Regions from separate parts of the Mus musculus genome. Here region 1 is linked to region 2. Evidence: chromatin contacts called from public promoter capture Hi-C data. All regions are on one chromosome and are shown on one strand. Each heading gives the region's core, a stretch centred on a gene start, on an enhancer-like site or on the middle of the called end of the contact. The rest is flanking DNA. Distances are from core to core; before and after follow the strand shown.

Region 1 (6,635 bases), core at 109-2,608, 2.2 Mb after region 2:
TTAGGCTGTCTATGACAATAAGCTGAAGCAACAGTAGAACTGTTTAATCTACCTTAAAATTCTTAAAAATTCTAGGTAAATTTAATAGATAATAGGCATAAATGTATACTCTCATGGTATACAACTAACAATATTCTCATTTCAAAACTTTTTTATCATCTTCCCCCAAAAGTCCCTAATTTTCCTTTGTTAACGGTCCCAACCCCCTCACCCCTGGCATCCTCTACCATGCTTCTTGGCTCTCCCGCTTTCCTGTTTGAACGTTTTACTTATGCATTTCGTTTTCAAGTGGTTTGCTTTTCTGAGACGTCTCTCTGTGAAGCCCAGGCTGGCCTTGAACTCTTTATCTTCCTGCTTCAGCCTCCCAAGAGCTGAGATGACAGCTGTGTGCCACCAAATGCAGCTGGGAGTGTCCTTCGTGTCTAGATTCTTTCACGTAGAGGAACCTCTTCAAGGTTCTTCCAGGCTATGAGTGACGTTTGATAACTATTAGATGAATTAACAATGATCTAAGATCAACAGATGTTTACTGAGAGGGTATGTACCTGCCATAAAAGCCCAGCAAGGATTGTAACGTTTGTTGGACAGCTTCGAGTGGAGAAGAAAGAGACAGAGAAAAAGAGAGCCGCAAAAGCTCTAGAGAGTGAGAGAACGAGAGAGTGAGACAGAGACAGAGAAACAGACAGGCAGAGGAGAGGGAGGGAAGAAAAAGGAAAGAATTATTTAAAATATTTTGAATCGACTTGGTCAAAGTTGAGGGGAGTGGTGGTTGAGGCTCTGGGTTTAATCTCCTGAGCTTGGGGGGGGGGGGGCAAGTAATAATAATAGACTGGGATAAAGGTATGGAGAAAGCAGAAAGCGGGCCAGAGTGTAGGGGGTGTGGCTGTTAGCAGAGTAGTCAACAAAGGCCTCTTGACAGAATCAGTGAGCAGAAGCCAAGGGAAGATGAGGAGGATACAGCCTTCCCGGAGTTCCCGACCCACCCTGAGGTTTGTCCCACGGAGCCACCTCATATCCTGGAGCCTGGGACGTGGGCGCCAGCAAGCTTCTGCGGCGCATGCCTGACCTACTTAGGGGACAGCCAGGCACCATCAATAGTAAGGGACCCTGGGTGTCTCTTACAGATCTTGACCAGCTCAGCTCCTTCCCATCCACAGACCCCGCCCCTAAGGCTACACCTCCTGCCTCCCGCCTCCTCAGGCCCCGCCTCTGAAGCTGCACTCCGCCTTCACAGGCCTGCCCCTCAGGCGAGGCTCCGCCCCTTATCCTGCAGACCCCGCCTTTCGCCCGCCTGCCGGCCCCGCCCCCCAGCCGCCATTGACAGTGTAGGCTCGCACTTCCTTGCAGAGGGATGGCTGCGCTTCGGGCGGGCCCGGTAGCCCCGCAGTGTGCGCTGCTCTGGTAGCGGCTCGCAAGCGGGCGCGATCCGGGCTCGCGGGTGCACAGGTGCGGCCCACGCCTCCCTCGGCGCCTCAGCACCTTCGGGGCGGGACGCGGGACGGTGAGTGCCGCCTGGGCTCCGTGCTGGCTCCCGGGGATCCCGGGTGGGGGGGCTCTGGCTCTGCACCTTCACCACACCTGCTTGCACGCAGCTAGGCGCCACAGACATGGTCCGGGAGACTAAGGCGAGCCTGGCACTGGAGAACTCTCTCTAGATTCCTTGGCCTAGAAAAGAAAGCTTCCAGACAGTGAGGAACTAGAGACCTGGCTGGCCGCCCTAAGTAGATGGGCAGAGAGGGTATCTATGTTTTCCTGTCTGTGACCTTGGGTGGGCCCCTCGGCCACCTGCCCACCCACGGTGCGATTTTAGCCCTGTGGGAACAGTGGTGCCCATTCTCACACCGCCAAGGTGAACCGGGAGAATCAGGGGTATGCAGTAATTAGATGCTGATTGGTACCTTTCTCTCTGGGCCCCCAGCAGCTGGGAGAGTTCCTGCCTGGATACAGCTTAGTCACAAAGTTACTAGTTTTCTGGAAAAGATTCAGTTGTGTCTTCTTTCCCAGAGAGAGCGGAACAGGATGGAATGTCCGGACTTCTTCCTCCATGGGAACACTGGAGCCCCCTCGCTCTCCCCATTTATCTCAGAACCAGCTGACTTATCTTTAGCAGAGACTCTTTGTTCAGTAGGAAACAAAATGATTCTTCGTGTGGGTTCAGCAGAACTGGGAGGGGGGGGGAATTTGTCTTGTAGCTCCAGCCCATGTTGGTTTTATAAGGAAAAGGGGGTAAAGAATTGAGACAGGAAAAGACAGACTCTTCTCCACGGGCTGTTAATGAAACAAGCGAGAGGCTGCACTTTCCAGCCTTCTAGAAAGAGAGGGGCTTTTGGGAGGAGGGAGGCTTTGGGAGTTGTAAGTAGGGGACTTGCAGGTGTTAGCTCCCACCCCAGAAGATAGAGGGATAAGCAGAATTTCTCTGAATTTAGCCCAACAGGTTTATTCCTAACTGGGTGTCCCCTGCCAGTGTCCGCCTAGACTTCCAAGTCCTCCAAAGCCTGCCTCATAGTTAAAAGACTATGGGACATCGTGTGTCAGGTCTATAGATTTGATCAGAAAGGTCAGCACAGCAGTATTGCTCGTGTTTGTGTGAGAGCACAGACCTCAGGGGAGGTTTCTCCTTGTGGATTCCTCCCTCCTATGACCAGACAGTACAGCTGTGGGCGCAGAGGAACCGGAGGCCCTGAACATCCTCCGACTGTTGGATGCTGTGTGGGCTGGGCTGTTTTACACACACACACACACACACACACACACACACACCGTTGTGACCTCTTGAGTTGTGAATCAAGGACAGGATGGGGATAGTCTCGTGGAGTTAAATGGGAGAAAATTAATGAAGGCTCGTAGAAGCCCCCGGGGATGACGCCCAGAACAGAGTTGGTACTCATTAATCACAACTGTCTCTCACCCTCCACTTCCTCCTGAGAACCTGAAAGTGTAACACTGGTCATATCTGGGCCTTGTCTCCTGCAGAGGTGAAGGGCCCAGGTTTGGTGTCATTAACTAGTGTTATGACAATGTGAAATGTCCTCATCTATAAAGTAGGACCGTTGTCATTACCCTCCCATGTGTGGGAGGAATTGAGACAGCCAAGGAAGTCCCTTAGCTTGGATCCACACTGCAATCCAGACTCCACAATGATGACTGTCACGAAAACTCTGCCATAGCCAAAAGGTAGACTTTAGATTAAACATCAAAAGGTGGGTGTGTTCGGCCACTGAGATGGCTTAGTGGATGAAGGTGTTTGCCACCAAGCTCAACGACTTGAGTTCAATCCCTGGGTCCAGAAAGATGGGGAGAAAAAAACAAACCAACCAACCAACAAACAAAAAACCTGAACTCTCCCAGGCTTTTACAAAATAAACAAATTAAATTTAATTTAAGGGAGAAAACATGAACACGAGACACAGACTAGACGCTGTGATGTGTCCAGACTTTGATGAATTAAATATAAGTAAAGGAGGTTGCTCCCTGCCCCCAGCCAAGGCTGTAAAATGGGCTCAGAGTTCCAGAAACTCTGATACCCCTACAGATACCTAAGGTCTTAAAAAAAAGCAACTGGGCTGTCTCCTGCCCCACAGTCCCCAAATAAAACAACTTAAGTCTGGTGGTGTTTGCACATTTTTGATCTCAGCACTCGGGAGACTGAGGCAGATAGATCTCTAGTGAGTTCAAAGTCAGCTCTTGTCTACAGAGCAAGTTCCAGGATAGCCAGAACTGTACAGAGAAACCCTGTTTCAAGCAAACAAACAGAAAAATCTAGACTGTACTGTGTGCTCTCCTGTGTACCAGGTCTTGAGACACCTTTTAGATTAATATCATCTGCTCTTGTGGTTGAGGTTTCTCTGTTTCTGCTCTCTCAATTCCCTTTGCGGACTTCTTACACTCAGCAGTTATGACAACCTGACTTTCCCCACACAGTATTTTGTTCTCCATCACTCTCCTCCACAGGACGGTTTCTTCATTTGCTGACAACAGTGCCTGCCAGCAGGGCCTGCAGCAACCAGCCAACCTGGAGTAGACGCTACCTGTTCAGGAATGTCATTCTCATTGCAGGTCTGAGATTGGTCACAATGGAGGCAAGCAAGCAGATGCGGGTATCCCGGCCATACAAAATCAGTGAGTCTTCAAAGGTACGTGAGCAGTCCCTTCCCACCCACGGCATCAGTTCTGATCACCTTGTTCTGGCTGACATCTCCTTAACTATAGCCACACGTCAGTTTGCCGCGGAGCTCTGGGTATAGCCCCCTCCATTCTACAGATCACCATCAGGGTGGCAGAAAAAAAAACATGGGATTTCTGCCTTCGGGTGGGGCTTACCAACCAATATGGGTCTCATTGAGAAGGTAGCCTCTGACTTTAAAGTAGAACTCAACTCCCTGACCTTAAGAATTTCTTCCCTGGAGAGGCAGAGGCAGGTGGATTTCTGAGTTTGAGGCCAGCCTGGTCTACAGAGTGAGTTCCAGGACGGCCAGGACTACACAGAGAAACCCTGTCTCGAAAAACCAAAAAACCAAAAAAAAAAAAAAAACCCAAAAAACAAAAACTTTCTTCCCTGATGTATCCAGCTCCCCGGGGACCCCAAAAGTGAACAAATGTGGGCTCCCTGGTCTGCGGCTACCAGCCCACACCAAGCTGGTTTCATTAGAACCACTCTCAGCCAGGAGAGAATCGAGGTGGGGGGATGGGGAGAAAGCCATTGCCCAGCTAGGCATGCCGCACATCTATAATCTTAGCACTTGGAGACTGAGGAATGAAGACAATCATGAATTTAAGGCCAGCCCTGGCTGTGTAATGAGAACCAAGCTGGCTGGCCAGCCAGTTACATAGCAAGATCCCCTTTCAAAAAGCAAGCAAGCAAGCAAGCAAACAAACAAACAAACAAAAACAGCCTGTTGGGGTGTGGGTAGTGCATGCCCAGCACTAGGGAGGCAGAGGCAGGTAGAACCCTAAGTCTAGGGACCAACATTGGATGTATGTTTCTCTTCAGAGATTAAACCTCATGACTGTTTTGGGTGGCACACTCTCTGAGATGGCAATATTGCCCCCAGTAGGGGTGAAAAATGACTCTCAGGGGTGCAGAAAGTTTCCTTTTTCTTTTCTTTTTAAACATGTTTTTGTTTGATTTTATTTTCATTTTTTTTTTTGAAGTGGGAGGTTTCACTGTAGCCCATAGATCTCTAGTAGTGAAAAATAAACTAAATAAGCCAGGCGGTGGCACGCATGCCGTTGGTCCCAGCACTTGGGAGGCAGAGGCACTGTGAGTTCAAGGCCAGCCTGGTCTACAGAGCAAGTTCCAGGACAGCCAGGGCTGCACAGAGAAACCCTGTCTGGAAAACAAAAAAACAAATAAGCTGCCTAAATCATAAATGTGTTCTGTAAGTTTGGTCATCAGGCATGCCCATGTAACTAGTGTGCAGTGTGGGCACACCCATGTAACTAGTGTGTAGTGTGGGCATCAGGGATGCCCATGTAACTAGCTCCTAAGCAAAAGAGAAAGAACATGACCAAATGCTGCTGGTGGCTGCACTTACAGCCATCCTCCTGCCTCTTCCTGTTCCTTTCTGGTCCCACTGGATTAACTGATGGGCACTCGGTATGTGTCTGGCACCCTTCAAACAGTGGAAGACCTCTTGAGGCTTTGGGAGCCACCAGCATGTCAAGGTAGGACGCTCCTGCACTCCGGTGTGGCACCATGAGAGCAATGTCATTGTTCTCTGAGGCATTCTAACACGGGTTGCCTTGCAGGGAGTGGTATCGAGTTCTAGCTTAGCAGACAGCCTCCCATACCTGCTGTACTCTGTTCTCACTCCTGACCACTTAGGGTCCCTCTGCCCCTGACATTTGATTGTATAGAGCCACATATGGTAGCACATGCCTTTAATCCCAGCATCAAGAAAGCAGAGACGGGTGAACTTGAATTGAAGACCAGCCTGGTCTACTGAACAAGGACAGCCAGGGCTACAACAGAGAAACCCCATCTTAAATAGTAATAATAATAATAATAATAATAATAATAATAATAATTAATATTATTTATGAATGTCAAGAAATATATATACTGTCAAGAAATGCTGTATATGGTGCTACTAATTTCCCAACATGCTGAGTCTGTGTTACTGGTATTCCCTTGAAGTTGAAGTTGGGAGTGGTGGGTGTGTTTAAAGGTGCTGTGTGCAGCTGTGTCACAATGCCAGGGCAAACTACTGCTGAGACCCAGGAAGAGAACCATAGTTGGTAGTATGGAGCCCACATCAGGCATAGTGGTTGAGGTCCCTCCTGCCCTGCAGCCCAGCATCTCACAGGCTCAAAGTCATTTGGGCATACTGGGCCTTTATTGCACCCTGTCACATGTGACCTTGGTCTGTCCCAATTTCCTTCCTTCTCTGGGAGAGTCCCCAGGCTAGTAGCTGAAAGAGACCATTCCTGCTTCAGGCCATCAGGTGTCCCTGTAAGAGGAAAAACAGAATAAAGAGCCACACAGGTGGGGGTAGGGGCTGACAACAGACATCCTATCACAGAAGAACAAGAAGGAGAGCCTAGCCCACTGAGCCAAGAGGGAGGTGACCTTGGGGAGGACCTGTCATCTTCTTCAGCTTGTGGGAAATGTGCCTGTTCCTTCCCACAAGCCTGCA
Region 2 (6,209 bases), core at 3,365-5,864:
TATGTGGCTCCCAAAGGGGAAAGGAAAACAAGTGCCCAGATCAAGTGCACCAGAGGGAACTCTGTTTTGTCCAGAGTCACCGGACAGTAACGACGATGGCCACTTGGTGGGGCTGTTTCGGAGGGAATCCCCACTCTAGAAGGGAAGTCACTTCTGCACACTGCCATCCACACTCGAGAGTCATGGATACTAACCAACTGTACATTTGCAGATTCTTAGTGTTTTTGTTTGTTTGTTTGTTTGTTTGTTTGTTGTTGCTCAGTTTGGGAAATCCTCTCCTTTGGTAACTGTGATGGTTAAGTTTCATTGTCAACTCTGACAACTGTGGAAACACACTTCTGGATGTGTCTCTGAAGGTGTGTCCAGAGAGGTTTAGCTGAGGTGGTGAGGCCCATCCTGAACGTGGGCTGTATTATCTCTGAGCTGGGGTCCCAGGCTGAAGAAAAAGGAGAAGGTGATCTAAACACCAGTGTTCATCTCTCTCTGTGTCCTGGCTGTGGGTACCATGTAACCAGCTGCCTCACACTTCTGCTGCCATGCCTTCCCCCAGCCCCCTCGCCATGACACACCGTATCCCCTCAAACTGTGAGCCAACATAGACAGTTTCTTAAGTTGCCTCTTGTCAGTTATTATGTCACAAAAATGAAAAAAAGAAACTAATTATAGTTAAGTTATCGTCTTCAGGAAGTGTCTCTTAAAAAGGCTTCTCCACCCGCAGAAAGGTCACAGGGCACTGACCCCGGGACATCATTAACAAGAATGACGTGACTCATCCATTCCTTTTCCTTGGGAAGATGGATAAAGCTTGCCAGATATAGGTCACTGGCCATGTCTTGAGGGCAGTTCCACGTCAAAAAAAAAAAAAAAATGGGGACAAACTAGAAATCCTGATGTCACAGGTGAGAAGAGGAAGTCCTGGCTGAGGAGTTGTGTGATCTCAGATAGACTAAGACCCTGACAGCCCCCAGGGAAAGAAAGAATTCTAAGATCAGAGGGACATAAGTTAGGTTTTTGTCTGGTAACTCCACAATTACACAGTGCTCACAGCACTGGGGGCTTGTCCTTGACCTCAGGAATCACTTTCTAGAGCAGCAAACCTCAGCCTTCCAAATGCTGAGTGAGACCCTTTAACATAGTTCCTCTTATTGTGGTGACCTCCAACCATAAAATTATTTTTGTTGCTAGTTCATAATGTAAATATCTGGTGTTTTCTGGTGGTCCCTGTGAAAGGGCCATTTCATTCCCAAAGGGTTCGAGACCCAGAGGTTGAGAACCCCTGCTCTAATAGAAGAGACAGAAGAACATTTCTCAAAATAAACAAACCAGTCCAGAATTGTTAACTGACAGAAAGGATGGGATTCGGGTGGGGTCTGAGCAGGTGTTCCTCGAGATGACATCATGGGAAGGATTCGGGTGGGGTTTGAGCAGGTGGCCCTCGAGATGACATCATGGGAAGGGTGCCAAGGGAAGAGTTGGGTGACAAAGTGAATGGAGAAACAAGGAAACAAGAAGAGGCTGGGAAAGGCATCTCCGCTGCCCAGCAGTAAGGGCTGAGAGGAGGTGAGCCTCTGAATCGGCGAGGGAAAGTGGCCTCTGCTCATAGCTGTAGACCAGAGCCAGGCTTGGTGGAAGAATCAGGTCAGTCCTTCGCTTTTCAGAAGATCCCTATGGGAGAGGACCATTCTATTGAGTAGGAAAGAGTCTAGAATGGCAGGCAACCTGCTCAAACCTTTAAATGGTGGGGCCATTGTACAGCTCCCCCCCCCCCCTTCATCTTAGGTTGAGAAATATCTCTGCTTCAATTTCTGTGTTGTACCGAGTCAGCTTTCCCCTGTTGTGTGAGCCACCCGAAGAAAAAGAGTTGCCCGGTCTCAGGTGAGTATAAGCCTGTCGGGAAACCCACACAGGCGTGTTTGGCCCCCCTCCGATACAGAAGCCACAGTGCTAACGTCCTGACAAAAGAACCGAAGCTAGCCGCGTATGCCCACATGGGACTGTCCCCCAACCCATCAAATATCTGTCTGTGCAGTCAGCATTGGGATGGGATGGGATCTGTGGGTGAGAGAGAACATGCTTAGGGCTGCTCAAGAATTCCACAGTTCCACTGCCCTAAGCTTGTGGGGATGGAGCCAAGTGTCCATGAGGCTGGCTGGGATTGGAGGTAACTTGCTACCACCCCACACAGGTCTCCTATACATGCTCTGTCGACTCTCACGATGCTCCCACCCCACAGTGTAGCTCACAGATTCCGGCTTCTTAGCCTGTTTCCCTTGGTTCTTGAACTAGCCTGGGCCTGGGGCTGTCCTACCTCATCCTCCCTTGATAGCTGCACTGCCCTAGACTTATATCTGAGCTGGAGGCTGATTTCCCTGACTCCCCACCCAAGGCCCCACTGGTCTTCCGACAGACTGTGCCACCACTGGGTTAGGTCCTGAGCAAACCCTGCTTCCCTCTATGTCTTGAGTGCCAGACTCCTCCCACCACCTCTGTCCCTCTGTGCACCTTTGCTCTCTAGAATAAGACTGTAGTCTGAGGGGCCCTGTGTTCTACCAGACCTCCTGCTCAGCGTCCTCGTTCATTTAAACATGCAACCCTGTAGCCTTTCTGAGGTGTGGGACGCCTGACTCGCCAGCAAGTAAGACGCCACAACTGGATCCTCCTGCAACACGTTTATTGGGAGGGCATTGACTGTGTAGGCAAAAGACCTCGAGCCCCAGAACTGGCACTGCTTATATAGGCCTAGGAGAGGCGTGTCTACACCTGATTGGTTATGCTTTCAGTACCTCATTTACATGCCTCGTGCCAGGCAGTGACTCAGCAAAAACTCTATGGCACATGCGCACATTGGTTGTTTACCCATATTCATGGGTGTCGGCTTATTGAAACCAGCATCATTTTGTAATGGCGTTTGCGGCTTCCCACACTGAGGCCCCATCTAGGGTTCCAGGTGGGGCAGAGTGTATTGACAGGTAAAGAGACAGCATCCCCCAGCCAAGATTACCTCATCCTTAACAACTGTGGGAACTGAACTGGGTTTAAAATGAGCCATCTGAACACAAAGTGAGAGCTCCTCTCTCTCCAGTTTTCTCAGTTTCTAGCCTTTATTAGAATCCTGCTTTGTCCTAGGCAGACACCAGTAAGCACCACACCCATCAAATCCCGTGGGAGCTCCCCTTGGGTGTCAGTATAGGAACTGGTGGTCCGAGTGTGTGTGTGTGTGTGTGTGTGTGTGTGTGTGTACGTGTGTGTGTGTGTGTGTGTGTGTTTGTGTGTACGTGTGCTCATGTGTAAGTGTGTGTTCGCGCTCATGGTATATAATACCCAGATACCTATATATAGAGACTGAACTATCTCTCCAGTTTTTACAGAAGGGCTCTTGAGCTGGTGAGTCACAGGTGTGTGGATTCAGATTCCTTGCTCTTGGATAAAGTACAGCCTCTCCCAGCCTGAATTTTCTAGTTTACAAGCTGACTCTAACAAAGGATTGTGTAAGATGCAAGCTGGGCAAAAGGAGGAACTAGCACAGGAGGGGTTGCTTTTCTGTGTTTGACCGAAAGCAGACAGTGGGTGGTTCAAAGGGCAATGCCGGGGATTGACACCCTGCTGCGTTCCGGCTCCTAATCTCTCTAGTCTCCTATTGATTGCCTCTCTCGTTATTGCCACACGAATAGAAATGTTGTAAGGACATCCTATTCGGAGACCGAGTCCTACTACCAAGAACAGAGCCTCCAACAGGGTAGACTGAGTCAGAATTGAGCAGAGCACTGGTTCTGACAGCTTCTCTCAGTCTGATTGTCATTGCTATGGTCTCTCTCTGGCACAACTGCCCTCTGGGAAGACACAGGCACCTTCCATCTGCCTCTAAGGTGAGCCTTTTTTTGGCTCATTGAGCCCTTAACCTGTCTCAGTTGGCAGTAGTCCTCCAGATACAGGCCAGATCGGGGATGCTCTCTTCTTAGAATCCACTTTCCAAGCTTCACTGATTACCTGGATAACACACACACACACACACACACACACACACACACACTCACAGCCACACATACAGATACACTCGGAGTTAGCAAAAGAACTCAACCAACACAGAGAGGGCACATCCAAAGGAGATTGTCTTCTTGTGATTCCAAGTCTGTCAATCATTATCTGAGTAAACATCTGTCAGGTGGGAGGGTGCGTGTGCGCGTGCGTGTATGTGTGTATGTGTAAGTGTGTGTATGTCTGTATGTGTGTGTATGTCCGTGTGTGTATTATGTCTGTGTGTTACGATGTGTGTGTGTCTATTTGTGTGTATGTGCCTATTTGTGTGTATGTGCATGTGTGTATGTCTATATGTCTGTGTAGGTGTGTGTATATTTGTGTGTGTGTGTATGTGTGTGTGTACGTGTGTGTGTGTGTGTGTGTGTTTGTGTGTGTACGTGTGCTCATGTGTAAGTGTTGAGTGCCTTAGGGGAATGAGCAGGTATTTATATCACAGTGCACAGTTTAAATTACATCCTGGGAGTAGTCTCCCCTATCACTACCTTTAACATGCTTGTTCAAAGGGTGCGGGGGCTGTCGTTCCCCCCTCCCGCTTGCCTCTCCCTTCATATAAGCCTGGGCTGCCTCCAGCCAGCTTCTGCACTCACAGTATTCACTGGCCCAGAGCAAGTGAAGGCCAGTGGAGAATGAGCCCGTTTGCCTCTGAGTCAGCATGGCTCTGCTTGGCTGCCGCTGCAGTGCTGGGGGGCACGCTTCTCTGCGGATGCCGGAGTGGCAGGCAGCTGCGGAGCCAGGCGGTGTGTCTCGCTGGCCTCTGGGGAGGTGCCTGCCTGCTCAGTCTGTCCCTCCTCTGCACCTTGTTCCTCTTATCCGTGGCCTGCTTCCTTCTTCTGTATATGAGTTCATCTGACCAAGACTTGTTACCTGTGGATCAAAAGGCCGTGCTGGTGACAGGTAAGTGGCCAGCATTCCTGTGATTGTCCTGCGGAGAAGAGTCTGATACTCTCTGTCCTCAGTGGGGGGACACTGTCAGTTTTGGCTTGAGTGGGAAGTGCTTAGAGTGAATGACAGGCAGCACATACCCGAGTGGTTCTCACTGCCTTTTTGCGTGTCCTTTGGTTTGGATGGGCTTTGGAAGGAGCCAGTGGTAAGACAAAACGTGACAATTGCTCAGGGCCACAGATCTATACAATGAGTGTGTTAATTTCCTAGGAATAAATATAAATAAGTAAAACAGCATCATTTCACGTGTGTTCTTGTACCAGGAAATACCTGACAGACTTCTTCAGGCTTGGTTGCTATTCTGTTCTGAGGTGACTATTTATCTAGGTCCTAGGCCTGGTCACCCCTCTATGTATGGAAGGAAGGTGGCCAGTCAGCTTTGGCACAATACTGTGTGTCTAGGGACGCCACTGTACTTTGAGCCTTTGCAATTTGCCAGGCTGCTGTCCCGAACCACGAACCACCCTGTTGTCCTGTTTGAACCTTTTCTCTATATGTCATTAGTGTATTAGTGCTTCTTAATTAGATCAAACTGGCAGTGCGTGCACACGGAGCTAGCTGCTCATTAGCTGAGCTGCCAGCCTCTCACTTCTTCTGCAGGCTCTTCTGCAGTAAGCGCGAGGCGGCCAAATTAGATTCCTTGGAGTTGTAAAACGGGTTTGTTTGGTGAAAGCTGCAACTAGAATTCCCTCAAGTGATCCTAACCCAGAAAGGCCTGGAAAGAAGAGGAAAGGCCATCGGCAGAGTCACCTTGTGAGGAGGGTGTCACCCCTGCATAAGGAAGTCATCACCTGTGGCTGGGGCCCCTGGCTGTGGTCAGCAGGGGACTCGTGGACTGATGAATCAATTTTTTTTTTTTTTTTTTTACTTTAAATCCAGTAACAAAGATTCTTCTTGTGAGCACGGTTTGGTTCTGGCTGGGGTGTGGAAGGGCAGGACATCAGCTTCTCTGAGTTTAAGATACAACAGTGAAGTCGAGTAGTTATTGTATTTCCCAGTTGTACGAAAGAAGACAGAACCATTAAGTACACGTCTGTCTCTGTCTGTCTCTGTTTGTCTCTGTCTGTCTGTGTCTGTCTTTATCTTTCTCTCTCTGAGGATCAGAGGTCAATCCTGGGTGTGTGCCTCAGCCACTCCCCATTTTATCCTTTTGGTGGTATTTCTCCCCCACTCTGGAGCTCCTTGAGTGGCTAGCCTGGCTTACAAGCAAGCCCCAGCGATCCTCTTGG

The links. Promoter capture Hi-C pulls out the DNA fragments that hold promoters and counts their contacts.
Region 1: a promoter capture Hi-C map of stem cell-derived epiblast-like cells shows a contact between it and region 2, with 5 times the contacts expected there. The contact joins the promoter of Klhl36 here to the promoter of Hsd17b2 in region 2. A contact is called at or near these places in 2 of 39 promoter capture datasets (hippocampal neurons and stem cell-derived epiblast-like cells).

What each region holds. Positions count from the first base shown.
Region 1 is chr8:119,860,947-119,867,581 of GRCm38.p6, forward strand. Klhl36 (kelch-like 36) reads left to right here and starts at 1,359. Exons shown (of 5, transcript NM_146219.1): 1 at 1,359-1,501; 2 at 4,057-4,133. The coding sequence starts at 4,074.
Region 2 is chr8:117,697,332-117,703,540 of GRCm38.p6, forward strand. Hsd17b2 (hydroxysteroid (17-beta) dehydrogenase 2) reads left to right here and starts at 4,615. Exons shown (of 5, transcript NM_008290.2): 1 at 4,615-4,932. The coding sequence starts at 4,665.